Regions from separate parts of the Sus scrofa genome. Here region 1 is linked to region 2. Evidence: chromatin contacts called from public HiChIP or PLAC-seq data. All regions are on one chromosome and are shown on one strand. The core of a region is the stretch at or near the end of the contact, and the rest is flanking DNA. Distances in the headings are between cores, read along the strand shown.

The links. HiChIP or PLAC-seq counts read pairs in DNA pulled down with a chosen protein or histone mark.
Region 1: a contact with region 2 is called in an H3K27ac HiChIP or PLAC-seq map of alveolar macrophages. The contact joins two enhancer-like sites. A contact is called at or near these places in 3 of 47 Hi-C or Micro-C datasets (brain, embryonic fibroblasts and subcutaneous adipose tissue) and 1 of 2 datasets of contacts at active chromatin or transcription factors (alveolar macrophages).

What each region holds. Positions count from the first base shown.
Region 1 is chr2:60,599,680-60,606,541 of Sscrofa11.1, reverse strand. No RefSeq gene overlaps it. Among named protein-coding and RNA genes, the nearest start is that of CPAMD8, 33 kb to the left of the region's middle. Within about 2 kb of position 1,486, at least 3 of the 83 cell types and tissues checked have an H3K27ac peak or open chromatin away from gene starts, as enhancers often do. A contact at or near this core is called in alveolar macrophages, where this site is marked.
Region 2 is chr2:60,491,770-60,499,436 of Sscrofa11.1, reverse strand. It overlaps MYO9B (unconventional myosin-IXb), which reads left to right. Exons shown (of 42, transcript XM_021083575.1): 8 at 2,081-2,210; 9 at 3,958-4,047; 10 at 5,692-5,808; 11 at 6,869-7,003. Among named protein-coding and RNA genes, the nearest start is that of USE1, 42 kb to the right of the region's middle. Within about 2 kb of position 2,261, at least 3 of the 83 cell types and tissues checked have an H3K27ac peak or open chromatin away from gene starts, as enhancers often do. A contact at or near this core is called in alveolar macrophages, where this site is marked.

The sequences.
Region 1 (6,862 bases), core at 237-2,736, 110 kb before region 2:
AAAACATGGACACTGGAGAGCCGGGGACTTGCTGCCCCCTAGAGGCCATTTGGAGAACCCCAGCGCCAGGACCACAAGAGGGAAGATGGAAGAAAAGCAGAAAGCTGTGTGAGACCCCTCTGAACAGAGCTCTGGTTCCTGCAATGCCGCCCCCCCCCCCCCGCCCCCTGCGCCGCCATCTCCTCCGTGAAGACCTGGCCTCATAGTGGCCTCTCATGGGTGCTTTGCTCCTCCACCCCCAGCCACAGGCAGGGGCGCTGTCCACTTTGAGCCCCCAATTCACCTTTCAACCAACCTGAGTCCCATCCCCTCCACAGGACTGCCACCCAGCTAAGAAGGACTTTGCAGAGAGCAGGTGCTCCATCTCACCTCCCAGTGAAGAACCTGGCCCGAGAGGGCACCTCAAAGATAAACTGAGGCATGAGTGACCTCAAGACTGCCTCTCTGTGGCCTCTTCCTTCTGGTCCCATCCCCTCCATCTACTTCAGTCCATTCTGTGCTGACTACAGGTTCCAACATAATATCCTGCAATTCCACTTCTGCATATTAATGCAGAGGAAACAAAATGACTAACTGGAAAAGATATTGAGTGATTATGCACCATGTTCACTGCAGCATAATTTACAATAGCCAAGACATAGAAGCAACCTAAGTGCCCACTGACAGATGAATGGATAAAGAAAACGTGACATAGTGGGAGGGACTGGGAGTTTGGGGTTAGTAGATGCAAATTATGACATTTAGAATCGATAAGCAATGAGGTCCTGCTGTACAGCGCAGGGAACTCTATCCAGACTCTTGGGATAGACCATGATGGAAGATAATATAAGAAAGGGAATGGATATATATGACTGGGTCACCTTGCTGTCCAGCAGAAATTGGCACGACATTGTAAATCAACTGTACTTTAATTTTTTAAAAAAAGGTGAAGCCCTCATGAATAAGTGCCCTTAACAAAGAGACCCCAGAGAGCTTCCTCTCCCCTTCCACCACACGAGGACACAGAAAGAAGATGCTGTGGGTGAAACAGGATGCAGGCCCTCACCAGACACCCAATCTACTGACACCTTGATCTTGGATTTTCAGAACTGAAATACAGTTTCTGTGGTTTTTAGGTTGCCCAGTCTAAGATATTTGGTTATAACAGCCCAAACAGTAAGACAACCTGTTCTCAATTCTTTTGGGTATATAACTAGGGAGGGGAATTGCAAAGGTATTTAAGAGCAGAAGGAGTGTGTGAAACAGCTCTGATCTTCAGGAAGTGATGAGAATGGTAGCAAATTTTGTTCTCAGGCATGTGAAGGTAAAATTCCGTCCCCCCATAATGAAAAGTCAGAAGAAGGAGCTGGCACAGTTTTGGTGTGATGGCAGATCTGGAGTGCGTTGAGGGGTGAGAGAAAATCCGGGGAAATGGGAAGAGGTTATAACTCCCCCCCCATAGAGTCAGTCACTTCCTTCCCTGTGTGCCTCCAGAGAAGAGCTGCGTCACCATGGTGATGACATTCTTTGGCATCATTTCATTGTTTTGTGATTGCTTCCCCACCAGTGCCCTGACAGCAAGATTCTTAGAGAAGATTTGAGCCCTGCAGTTTCTTGTCTCTCATCTGCTATGACGGCGTCACCCAGCCTCTCCTTCTAGAAGCTGTCACCAAATTGACATGAGACCACCGTTTTTCTGATTGTGGACCTGACCTGTGTTCATTACCAAAAAATGGAAAATGTAGACCAGGAGGACAGAAGCTCACTCATGATCTGTCACGCAGTTCATCACTGTTGGTGGATTCAGTGTTCAATTCTAGTCAGCGCACTCATTCTATAAGGAGTCTGGGGAGGTCCCTCACCAATGCAACATTTTGTCCAACTCCTCACAGGCCTGCCTCTCCAGCAATAGTGGGCAGCTCTTCTTTGGCATGAGAGCAATGCACAAAAAGCCCAACTATTTCTTGGCCCACAAACTCTCATTCAAAGTGATGACACCCGGAGTTCCCATTGTGGCTCAGTGGTTAACAAATCCTGCTAGGAACCATGAGGTTGCAGGTTCAATTCCTGGCCTTGCTCAGTGGGTTAAGGATCCGGAGCTGTGGTGCAGGTCACAGACACGGCTCGGATCCCGAGTTGCTGTGGCTCTGGCATAAGCCAGTGGCTGGAGCTCCTATTGGACCCCTAGCCTGGGAACCTCCATATGCCATGAGATCAGCCCTAGAAAAGGCAAAAAGACCAAAAAAAAAATTGGTGACACCCTTTGCAATAGCTAAGACATAGAAACCACCTAAATGTCCATTGACAGATGAATGGATTAAGAAGATGTAGTACAGGAGTTCTGCAGTGGCTCAGTGGTCAACGAATCTGACTAGGAACCATAAGGTTGTTGGTTCGATCCCTGGCCTCAATCAGTGGGTTAAGGATTCCAGTGTTTCCATGAGCTGTGGTGTAGGTTGAAGACGTGGCTCGAATCTGGCATTGCTGTGGCTGTGGTGTAGGCCAGCAGCTATAGCTCTGATTATACGCCTAGCCTGGGAACCTCCATATGCCATGGGTATGGCCCTAGAAAAGACAAAAAAAAAAAAAAAAAAGATGTAGTACATATACACAGTGGAATACTACTCAGCCCATAAAAAGGAAAGAAATAATGCCATTTGCAGCAACACGCTTGCAGCTAGAGATTGTCATACTAAGTGAAGGAAGTCAGAAAAAGAAAGACAAATAGCATATGATATCACTTATATATAGAACCTAATATATGTCACAAATGAATCTATCTACGGAACAGAAACAGACTCACAGACAGAGAGAGCAAACTTGTAGTTGCCAAGGTGGAGGGAGTGGGATGTACTGGAAGTTTGGGGTTAGTAGATGAAAATTATTATATTTAGAATGGATAAGCAGCGAGGTCCCTATATCCAGTTTCTTGGGATAAACATGATGGAAGAGACCATAAGAAAGGTAATGGACACACCACACACACACACACACACACACACACACACACACACACACAACTGGGTCACTGTGCTGTATAGCAGAAATTGGCACAACGTTATAAATCGACTATTCTTTAATTTTTAAAAATGGAGGGAAAAAATGGTGTCTGCTCTGAGTCCATTGGAAAAACTACATCCTTTTACAATTTAGATTTCCCACTTTACTTTTAAGATCAGGGTCAGCAAATCTTTTCTAGGCCAGATGGTAAGTATTTCAGGCTTCGCAGGCCAGATAGTCTGTCCCAAAGACTCGACTCTGCTGTTACTGACTGAAAGCAGCCACAGACCTTAGTACCCACGTGGCTGTGGCTGTGTTCCCATAAAACTTTATGTGCAGGCATAGGAGGAAGTCCAGGTTTGGCTTGAAGTCTGTCGTTAGCCAACCCCAGTTTAGATTTTTGCAGGAGGTTGTTCTAATTCTCAGCCCAGTCATGGCTGAGAAGCAGTCACACAGAGATGCCATCTGGTCTTTTCTTCTGCAATGAATGAGATCCATGAATGAAGCTGAGAGAGATGGTGTGGCTGATAGAGGAGAGGAGGCATAAGGAATAGGCCTGCCCCATCATAGAGGTTATTACATAGAGCAATTCCAACCACAGGGTCACTGGACAATTGGGTTGGGAGAGCACTACTGGCATCTGGTGAGTGTGTTAGAAACAGCAGAGACTGGAGCAATGAGATCTCAAGCAGGTTTATCGACCAACAGAGTGGCCAGGAGCACTGAGCAGAGAGAACTCAGGCTCCCCCCCATTTAAAGAGCAGTTAGTTATGTAGGGAAAGGGGTAGTTTCTATTTTTAGCACAGGTTTCTGATGGAGTAGGAAACAGGGGAGATACAGGTTATATCGTTACAATTTAACCAGCTATTTTTGCCTTGAAGCTTTGTGTTTCATTTTATACCAAGGCCATCTGGCTTTTGGCACATTTTGGTTCAGGTTGGGTTTTGTTTGTTTGTTTGTTTGTTTTGGTCTTTTTGTCTTTTTAGGGCCCCACCCCCGGCACATGGAGGTTTCCAGGCTAGGGGTCTAATCGGAGTCACAGCTGCCAACCTACACCACAGCCACAGCAATGCCAGATCCGAGCCACATTGGCGACTTACACCAGAGCTCACGGCAATGCCAGATCCTTAACCCACTGAGTGAGGCCAGGGATGGAACCTGCGTCCTCATGGATGCTAGTCGGGTTCATTAACCGCTGAGTCTGGACAGGAACTCCCACATTTTAGTTCTTTTACAGTTGCCACCTAACAGGATGGAGATCAGAGATGCTGCCCAACATCTCTCAATGTGCAGGATGGCCCCCACACCAAAGAATGATCTGGCGCCAAACATCAACAGTGCTGATGTTGAGACAACATAACTTAAATGTAAGCATGACAACTTAGAAAGCCTGTTCGCCTGAGCTCCATTGTATGAATTTCCTAGAAATAGAATACATGCGGATGAGAAAATATTTGACCAAAATGTTAAAGGAACACAAAAATGCAGTAAGAATAACAAGCAAGCATCCTTCCAAACTCAGGGTCCCCAGCGCCCTCACTCTGAACATAGCTTCTCTCAACACGTTTTTGTTTCTGGTTTTTTTGTTTGTTTGTTTTTGGCTTTTCAGGACCGCAGCTGCAGCATATGGAGGTTCCCAGGCTAGGGGTCCAATCAGAGCTACAGCTGCTGGCCTATGCCAGAGCCACAGCAATGCAGGATCCGGGCCACGTCTTCGACTTACACAGCTCATGGCAACGCCAGATCCTTAACCCACTGAGCGAGGCCAGGGATCGAACCCGCAACCTCATGGTTCCTAGTCGGATTCGTTTCCTCTGCGCCACAACAGGAACTCCTTGTTTCTCTTTTTAACAAATGTTAACACATATTGTTCCATGACCTACCCCTTATTTGAACTTTCTCTTTTCATTTGTAAAATCGTGGCCATCTTTCTGCAGGATTCATTTTCACAAAGCATAGTTGTTCCTTAAATAGATTTAAGTTTAGTTCCCAACATGACAGAGGCTATTTTACATACCACCCCTTCATTCTGCAGCCCTCTGGAGCCCTTGCTTAATCGGAGCATGTGGTATACCGCTGCTCATTTTAGACGGTGGGTGGCATAATTTCACAATTGTTAACAGAGGCTGAAAGATGAAGGGAACTGTAGGGAAGGTGAAGAGTCTAAAAGCTGCTGGAGAAAGACGGGAAAAGAGCAGAAGGAAAGGAGTTCCCTGGTGGTCTAGCAGTTACAGATCCAGTGTCACTGCTGGGCGCAGGTTCAATCCTTGGCATAGGAAATTCTGTGAGCGTGGCCAAAAAAAAAAAAAAAAAAAAAAAAAGGCAGAGGGAAAAACAAGCATATGACAGATATCAGAATATCAGACACATATCCTAAATTTAGGGCGACAAGAGGGTTTGGCCTGAGTGCTAGCTGTTCAGATCATCACTGGTGGAGAAGGCTGCAGGAGGCACAGCTGGTGTGTACACTGTACACACTGTAAAGTGTAACGTGCAGTGTATTGTTTTCTGGGATGTCATAACAAGTAAGCACGAACTGGGAGGCATCAAACAACGAAAATTTATTTTCACCATTCCGGAGGTCAGAAAATTAAAATTGAGGTGTGGGCAGGGTTGTTCCTTCTGGAGGCCTGAGGGACAGACTGTTCCATGCCTCTCTCCTGGCTTCTGGCGGCTGTCGGCAACCTTGGCAGTGCCTTGGTTTATAGCTATATCGCTCCAATCTCCGCCTCTGTCACCACATGACCTTCTATTCTTTGTGCCTTTAAGTCTGTTTCCTCTGATCTTTTCTTATAAAGTCATCCGTTAATGGATTTAGAGCCCATTGTCCATCCAAGACCATCTCACCTTGATATCCTTGTATTAATTTTATCTGCAAAGATCTTTATTCCAAATTAGATTTTGAGATTCCAAATGGATGTATCTTCTCAGGGCCACAATTTGACCCACTACAAGTGGTTTTCAGGGAGTTCCCATTGTCGTTCAGCAGAAATGAGTCTGATTAGGAACCACAAGTTTTCGGGTTTGATTCCTGACCCCGCTCAGTGGGTTAAAGATCCAGCATTGCTGTGGCTGTGGTGTAGGCTGGAAGCAACAGCTCTGATTAGACCCCTAGCCTGGGAATCTCCATATGCTATAGGTGCGACCCTCAAAAAGACAAAAGACCAAAAAAAAAAATGGTTTTCAGTATATTCATAGACTTGTGCAACTATCACCTCTACTTCATCCCAGAATATTTCATCACTCCACAGGAAATCCCATACAAACTAGCAGTCACTCCCATTCTCTTCTCCTACCCAACCCCTGGCAACCTCTAATTTGCTTTCTGTCTCTGTGGATTTACCTATTCTGTTTTTGTTTTTGTTTGTCTTTTTGAGGGCCGCACCCACGGCATATGGAGGTTCCCAGGCCAGGGGTTGAATCAGAGCTGTAGCCGCCGGCCTATGCCACAGCCAGAGCAATGCCAGATCCGAGTTGCATCTATGACCTACACCACAGCTCATGGCAGTGCCAATCCTTAACCCACTGAACAAGGCCAGGAATGGAACCTTCATCCTCATAGAGACTAGTCAAATTCATTTCTGCTGAGCCATGACAGGAACTCCCGGATTTACCTAATCTGGACACTTCACATAAATGAAATCATACAATACACGGCTTTTTTTTTAAAAAAAGTCAGGAGTTCCCGTCGTGGCACAGTGGTTAACGAATCCGACTAGGAACCATGAGGTTGAGGGTTTGGTCCCTGCCCTTGCTCAGTGGGTTGACGATCCGGCGTTGCCGTAAGCTGTGGTGTAGGTTGCAGACACGGCTTGGATCCCGTGTTGCTGTGGCTCTGGCGTGGGCCGGTGGCTGCAGCTCTGATTAGACCCCTAGCCTGGGA
Region 2 (7,667 bases), core at 1,012-3,511:
ATGGCTCAGTGGTTAACAAATCCGACTAGGAACCATGAGGTTGTGGGTTTGATCCCTGGCCTTGCTCAGTGGGTTAAGGATCCAGCATTGCCATGAGCTATGGTGTAGGTTGCAGACGTGGCTCGGATCCCACGTTGCTGTGGCTCTGGTATAGGCCAGCGGCTACAGCTCCGATTAGACCCCTAGCCTGGGAACCTCCATATGCTGTGGGTGCGACCTTAGAAAAGGCAAAAAGACAAAAAAAAAAATCTTAAGAACCACATTCTTAGATTAGGGCCTATACAAAAATGGGCCTTGGTCTCCCGGACTACCCCCCGCCCCACCGCAGCAGTGTTTCTCATTGGGGATCCGATTCTGCTCCCAGGGGATGCTTGGCGTTGTTTGGAGACATTTTTGAGTGTTTCACTACAAGTGTGGGGGATGCCAGGTGGGTGGAGGCCACGTGCCAGCAATGCCAAGGCTGAGAAGTGACAGCATTAAGAATGAACAATGCAGGAGTTCCTGTTGTGGCCCAGCAGAAATGAATCCGACTAGGAACCATGAGGTTGTAGGTTCAATCCCTGGCCGTAGTGGGTTAAAGATCCAGCGTTGCAGTGAGCTATGGTGTAGGTCGCAGTCACAGCTCAGATCTGGTATCGCTATGGCTGTGACATAGGCCGGCATCTGTAGCTCTGATTAGACCCCTAGCCTGGGAACCTCCATATGCCATGGATGAGGCCCTAAAAACACAAAAGACAAAAAAAAAAAAAAACAGCGCCAGAGTTCCTTTGTGTTTCACCGGGTTAAGAACCCAACGCTATCTCCATGAGGATGTGGGTTTAATCCATGGCCTTGCTCAGTGGGTTAAGGATCTGGCATTGCCACAGACTGCAGCATAGGTCACAGATCTGGCTCAGATCCGGTGTTGCTATGGCTGTGATGTAGGCCTCGGCTCTGATTCAGTCCCTGACCCGGGAACTTCCATATGCTGAAGGTGTGGCCATTGAAAAAAAGAGAGAGAAAGAAATGAACAATGCTGGAGTTCCTTGGCCTAGTAGTTAAGGATCTGGCATTGTCACTGCTATGGTCACTGTGTGTCATGGGTTCAATCCCTGGCCCAGGAACCTCCACATTCCGTGGGCTATATGTAAGTACCTGTGATTTCGTTGACATCAAATTCGTAGATGGTGTTAGATGTCAGGACAGCAGTTCCTCCGTGGGGGCTTCCAGGGTCTGCAGTGTTCTATTCCTTGGTCTGAGTGCTAGTTACAAGTAGCTATACATTGTGAGATACTTCATCAAAATTCGGGCTTAGGGAATGGTGAACTTTATTTTGTATGCATGTTATGCCTCCATTAAAAAAAAATTAGGAGTTCCCATCATGGTTCAGCAGTTAACGAACCTGACTAGGATCCGTGAGGACTCAGGTTCAATCCCTGGCCTTGCTCAGTGGGTTAAAGATCCAGCATTGCTGTGAGCTGTGGTGTAGGTCATAGACGCGGCTCGGATCCCGAGTTGCTATGGTTGTGACGTAGGCTGGCGGCTACAGCTCCAATTGGACCACTAGCCTGCGAACCTCCATATGCCACAGGTACAGCCCTAAAAAGAAAAACAAACAAACAAAAAATGAGTTCCTTACATGACTCAATGGTTAACGAACCCGACTAGGATCCATGAGGATGTGGGTTCAATTCCTGGCCTCGCTCAGTGGGTTAAGGATCTGGCGTTGCCATGAGCTGTGGTGTAGGTCTCAGACATGGCCCAGATCTTGCTGTTTCTGTGGCCTAAGCTGTCGGCTGTAGCTCCGATTCAACCCCTAGCCTGGGAACCTCCATATGTTGCGGATGCAGCCCTAGAAAGCAAAAAACAAATTAAAAAATTAGTAAGCACCCCCACTTCCCACTACCACCAAAAAAATAGAAATCTGTGCCTCCAAAATTCCATTCCACTGAGTGTCCCCAATGAAGGATTCAGCATTTTTCAGGCTTCGTGCGGTTTGATTGGAATTACTGGTTTTATGAATTCAGCCAAGTTCACTGGAAGCTTCTGATGTCTTACCATTGGGGAAGCTGCCCCAACCCAGGCTCCTTTTCTCCCCCAGGATTTTTTCCATCCTCTCAGCCATCCTGTACCTGGGCAATGTCACTTACAAGAAGAGAGCCACGGGCCGAGACGAAGGCCTGGAGGTTGGGCCCCCCGAGGTCCTCGACACGCTGTCACAGCTCCTGAAGGTACTGCCCCCTGTTCTCAGCCACAGTGACCCCCAAGGCCCAGAACTTCCTGCACTGGCTGCACTTCTGTAAACTGGAGCCTGTCTGCCTGCTTCCTCCCCTGGGCCATCACTGCCATGCCCCTTCCGCATTTCTTTCCTTTTTTCTTTTTTTTTTTTTTTTTAACTCAGGTATAATTGACATATGACATTATTGCAGTTTCAGCTACCCAACAAGGCTTCAGTGTTTGAATATGTTGAAAAATCACCACCAGGAGAGGTCCACTTAACATCTGCCACCCTAAACTTAGCTACAGAATTTTTTGTTTCTCTTGTGATGAGAACTTTTCAGATCTCCTCTTTTAGCAACTTTGTTATGCAAGTTGTACACTGCCTCCCCATGACTTATTTTATAACTGGAAGTTTATGCCTTTTGACCACCATCACATGCTTCATGCACCCTCCAGCACCAGCAACCACCAGCCTGTTCTCTGTATCTATGAGCTTGGGGCTTTGGGGAGGTTGTTTTTCATTTTTTCAGATTCCACGTAGAAGTGAGATCGTACAGCATTTGTCTTTCTCTGTCTGACTTACTTCACTTAGCATAATGCCTTCAAGGTCCATCCGTTCCTCATTTCTTGTTTTAAAATTTTTATTGAAATATAATTGATTTACCATGGTGTGTTAGTTTCAGATGTACAGCAAAGTGATTGATTCTTTTTTTAGATTCTTTCCCATTAGCGGTTATTACAAGATGATGAGCATAGTTCCTGGTCCTTGTTGGTTATCTACTTTCTGTATAGCAGTGTATTTTTTAATCCCAAACTCCTAATTTATTCCTCCCCCTGCTTTTTCCCCTTTGGTAACAGTAAGGGGTTTTTCTGTTTTTGTTTTTGGGGGATTTTTGTAGGTGATTTTTTTTTTTTTAATTAAAGCATAATTGATTGGAGTTCCCATTGTGGCTCAGCGGAAACAAATCTGACTAGTATCCATGAGGACGCAGGTTTGATCCCCAGCCTTGCTCAGCGGGTTAAGGATCCGGCGTTGCCCTGAGCTGTGGTGGAAGTCACAGATGTGGCTTGGATCTGGCGTTGCTGTGGCTCTGGTGTAGGCCGGCAGCTACAGCTCTGATTCATCCCCTAGCCAGGGAACCTCCATATACCATGGGTGTGGCCCTAAAAAGACACACACACACAAAGTATAGTTGATTTAAAACGTGCCTGTAAGTTTGTTTTTGACCACTCTTGGCTGTCAGTCAAGCCTGTGGGTGTGAAAATTCTGAGACACACCGAGTATAGCTCACACCGTGGGTTGGCAGCCCTGAGGGTGGGCTTTGGGCTCACTTCCTGGCCCAGCTGCTGGCGTCCCACCTTCCTCAGGCCTTGCCTCAGTGATACAAGGATCCAGTCAATGAGCTCCCCAGCTCCTCTCCTTTCTGGTTTTTTGTTTTTGTTTTTGTTTTTGTTTTTTAACTCATTTGTTTATTTATTTTTCAGTTGAAGTATAGTTGGTTTACAGTTTACAGTTGTATTAGTTTCTAGTATAGCACAGTGATTCAGATATCTGTGTCTGTCTGTGTGTGCGTGTGTTCTTTTTCAGATTCTTTTCCATTATAGGTTATTACAAGATATTGAATGTAATTCCCTGTGCTATATAGTAGGACCTTGTTGTTTATCTCTTTTATGTATAGTAGTATGTCTCTGTTATTGCCAAGCTCTTACTTTATTCCTCTCCCCACCCCCTTCTCTTCCTCCTTGACCTTGAAACAGGTGAAGCGAGAAATCTTGGTGGAAGTTCTGACCAAAAGAAAAACGGTGACTTCTAATGACAAACTCATCCTTCCCTATAGTCTCAGTGAGGTGAGCACTGCCCCAGCCTCTCATAGGGTGCTGGGTCCAAAAATATGAGTACAGAGGGCAGCATGGGGAGGTGTCACAAAATATGAGTTGCAGGGCCATCTTTGGAACCAGGCGGCACAGGTGGTCTTTTTCCTCCCCCTAAAGTGGCAGTGGAGAACCCTGGTGGAACCTCTGGTTCTTCTGTGAGCTCAGGAGCACCACAAACCAACCAACTCATACAGCTCAAGGGCCAGAGCTGGGGCCATGTGTGTTGGTCCCTGTGTGTCCAGCTACTCAGTAGTCACAGTGGTTCTCACCAGCAGAGAATAGCCACCTGAGGTGCCCCGATTACTTCTGTCAATAAAATTTAATTGGCACTTGGCCACACCCACTCATTTACATACGGCTCACTTGTTGCAGCGGCAGAGCTGGTCTGAAAAGCTGATACCATTCACTGGCCCTTTCCTGAGAAAGCTTGCTGACCCAGGGCTCGAGTGTGACCTTTACAACCACTGTGTTAGTCCCTAAATCTTGATAAGGTGCCTCTCTCTGGCCTTTGCCCCAGCCTCGATGGTTTTTTTTTGTGACGTGTTTTTCTTGTGTTTTTACACCTCAAGAGCAATGTGACTTGCAGCTTGGAGAGCAGCAGGAAAGTACCTAGCCACGGGGGTAGGGGGGATTTTCAGCTGATGGTGGAAGCTTCTGAGGCATCTAAAATGGGTGCCCCAGACAGTCTGAGTCCCCATGGGCAAAGGCACCCGGCCACGTTGCATGAAAGTCACTGTAGGTCACCTGAGATGGCAGCACGGCTGCCCTCCAGAGGTGCCAAGCTGAGCAGATCAGGTAGATATGGGGCTGTGTCCTTCAAGGCCCCATTGCCACAAAACCAGAAGGGCTTGTCCTAGATCTTGATAGCAGGTAAGGAAGTCTTGTCACAATTTAGACCTAAGGACATTCAAAGAAGGAATTTCTTTGGGGGGGGGGGGAGTTCCCCTGTGACTCAATGGATTAAGAACCCACATAGTGTCCATGTGGATATGGGTTCGATTCCTGGTCTTGCTCACTGGTTAAGGATCCGCAAGCTACAGGGCAGGTCTCAGATACAGCTTGGATCCAGTGTTGACGTGGCTGTGGCTGTGGCCTGCAGCTGCAGCTCTGACTTGACCCCTAGTCCAGGAACTGCACCTATCGCCATAAAAAAAATTAAAAAGGGGGAAAAAGAAATTGCTTGTATATAAACGAGACCCTAACAAGCCTTCTTTTTTTTAATTATAAAAGCCATTACTGCTTTTAGGCACCCAGTGGCCTCCCCATGGTGCTTCCAGAACCAGAAGGGGCATGGCTTTAAACCAGTTCAGCCTCCTAGTTAGTTCTCTGGTGACACCCTCCCTGAGCCTGCGTGCCCACCTCAGCAGTCCCCAGGGTGTTCCGAGGAGCAAGCCAGCACATGAGAAATACTTGGCCAAACCCTCAGGCCTTCGGGTCAGGGCTTCACACTTCATGCTTGGGTGTGCAAGGACGTCCACGCTAACAGGATGGTGTGCAAAGTGAGAAGGGGGTGTGTCAGATGAGTTGGGTGTTTCAGGTCACCACCTCAGTCTCCCAGTGTGTGCAGACCTCAGGAGCCCAGCTTGCCGAGATATGACACCCTCTCTGTGCCCACAGGCCATCACTGCCCGTGACTCCATGGCCAAGTCCCTGTACAGTGCCCTCTTTGATTGGATCGTGCTGCGGATCAACCACGCCCTCCTCAACAAGAAGGACATGGAAGAATCTGTCTCGGTGAGGGCCACACATCCTTAGCAGGCGACCCATGACATTTGCCGCAATCAGCATTTGATGAGAGGCCCGTTCCTCCCAGGCAGACCCAGGGAGCAAATGGGATGTGATTCTCAGGGCCTAGCACAGAATGAAAACATAGGGCTCCTTGTTTAATGTCACAAGTTCTAAAGCAGCAGCAACAGCAGGAGTTCTGGTTGTGGTTCAGTGGTAATGAACCCGACTAGCATTCATGAGGACTAGGGTTTGATCTCTGGCCTCATTCAGTGGGTTAAGGATCCAGCGTTGCCATGAGCTGCAGCATAGTTTGCAGATGAAGCTTGGATCTGGCGTGACTGTGGCTGTGGTGTAGGCTGGGTCCAATTTGACCCCCTAGCCTCAGAACTTCCTTATGCCACAGGTGTGGCCCTAAAAAAAAAAAAGAAAAGAAAATTAGAAAGAAAAAAAAAAGGAGTTCCGTTTATGGCTCAGTGGGTTAAGAACCTGACTAGTATCCATGAGGATGCAAGTTCGATCCATGGCCTTGCTCAGTGGGTTAAGGATCCAGCGTTGCCATGAGCTGTGGTGTAGGTCACAGACAGGCTCAGAGCCTGCAATGCTGTGTCTGTGGTGTAGGCCGGCAGCTGTAGCTCCAATTCGACCCCTAGCCTGGGAACTTCCATGTGCCTCAAATGCAGCCCTAAAAAGGAAAAAAAAAAAAAAAAGAGGAGTTCCCGTCGTGGCACAGTGGTTAACGAATCCCACTAGGAACCATGAGGTTGCAGGTTCGATCCCTGGCCTTGCTCCGTGGGTTAAAGATCTGGCGATGCCGTGAGCTGTGGTGTAGGTTGCAGACGCGGCTTGGATCCAGCATTGCTGTGGCTGTGGTGTAGGCCGGTGGCTACAGCTCTGGTTAGACCTCTAGCCTGGGAACCTCCATATGCTGTGGGAGCGGCCCTAGAAAAGGCAAAAAAAGACACACACACACAAAAAAAAAAGACAGCAGAGCAGGCCCCCACCACCAGCCAGGTTGCTCCCGAGGGAGAACCCACCCGTAATGACCGTTCTCTCCATCTCCCTCCAGTGCCTGTCTATCGGGGTCCTTGACATCTTTGGGTTTGAGGACTTTGAGAGGAACAGTTTTGAACAGTTCTGCATCAACTACGCAAACGAGCAGCTCCAGTACTACTTCAACCAGCACATCTTCAAACTGGAGCAGGTAAGGAAATTCCATCTTATTGGCCTGTCTGGCCCGGGGCGGGGAACAGAATGAGCCAGAAGTGGGATCTCCCTTGGGCCTGGTTTGTCAGCACACCCGCCCCAGAATTTTTTTCTCTGCGAAAAAGGGAGAGACCGGGAACATTCCCACCCAGCCCAGGATGAGGCAAACATCAGGGATGTTTGGGGCCACAGGTCAATGTTGTCTCTCTGCTGAAACGCAAAAGTCTTTTCAGTGGGAGAAAAACTGAGTTGCCTTGTAAGGATTGGCTTTGGTCAACAATAATAAAAACCTGTCTTAGATGTCTTTTCACTTCAAAGTGGCCAGCTATCTTTACCCAAGTGACATCTGCCCAATGATTGATTCTGATGGAAAAGGAAAGCTTTGGGTTTATATAGATGTTCAGCTAATTTGACTGTTACATCTTCTGGCTGAAACTCACATTTCTCACTTGAAACATAGCTGGTCAGAATAGAGTTGTGAGGGGAGAGTGAAACCCCCAGTGACTAGCAAAGGTGTAGTGCAAGGTTGGTAGGGGCCAGTGGGTGGGGGGATGTGAGATGCCTTACATTACTTGCTGGTAATTTTATATATCCATTATACGTTGGCATGACCATGCACCTTGGATATATTGTTATATGTAAGTGTATTGTCGAATTTAACT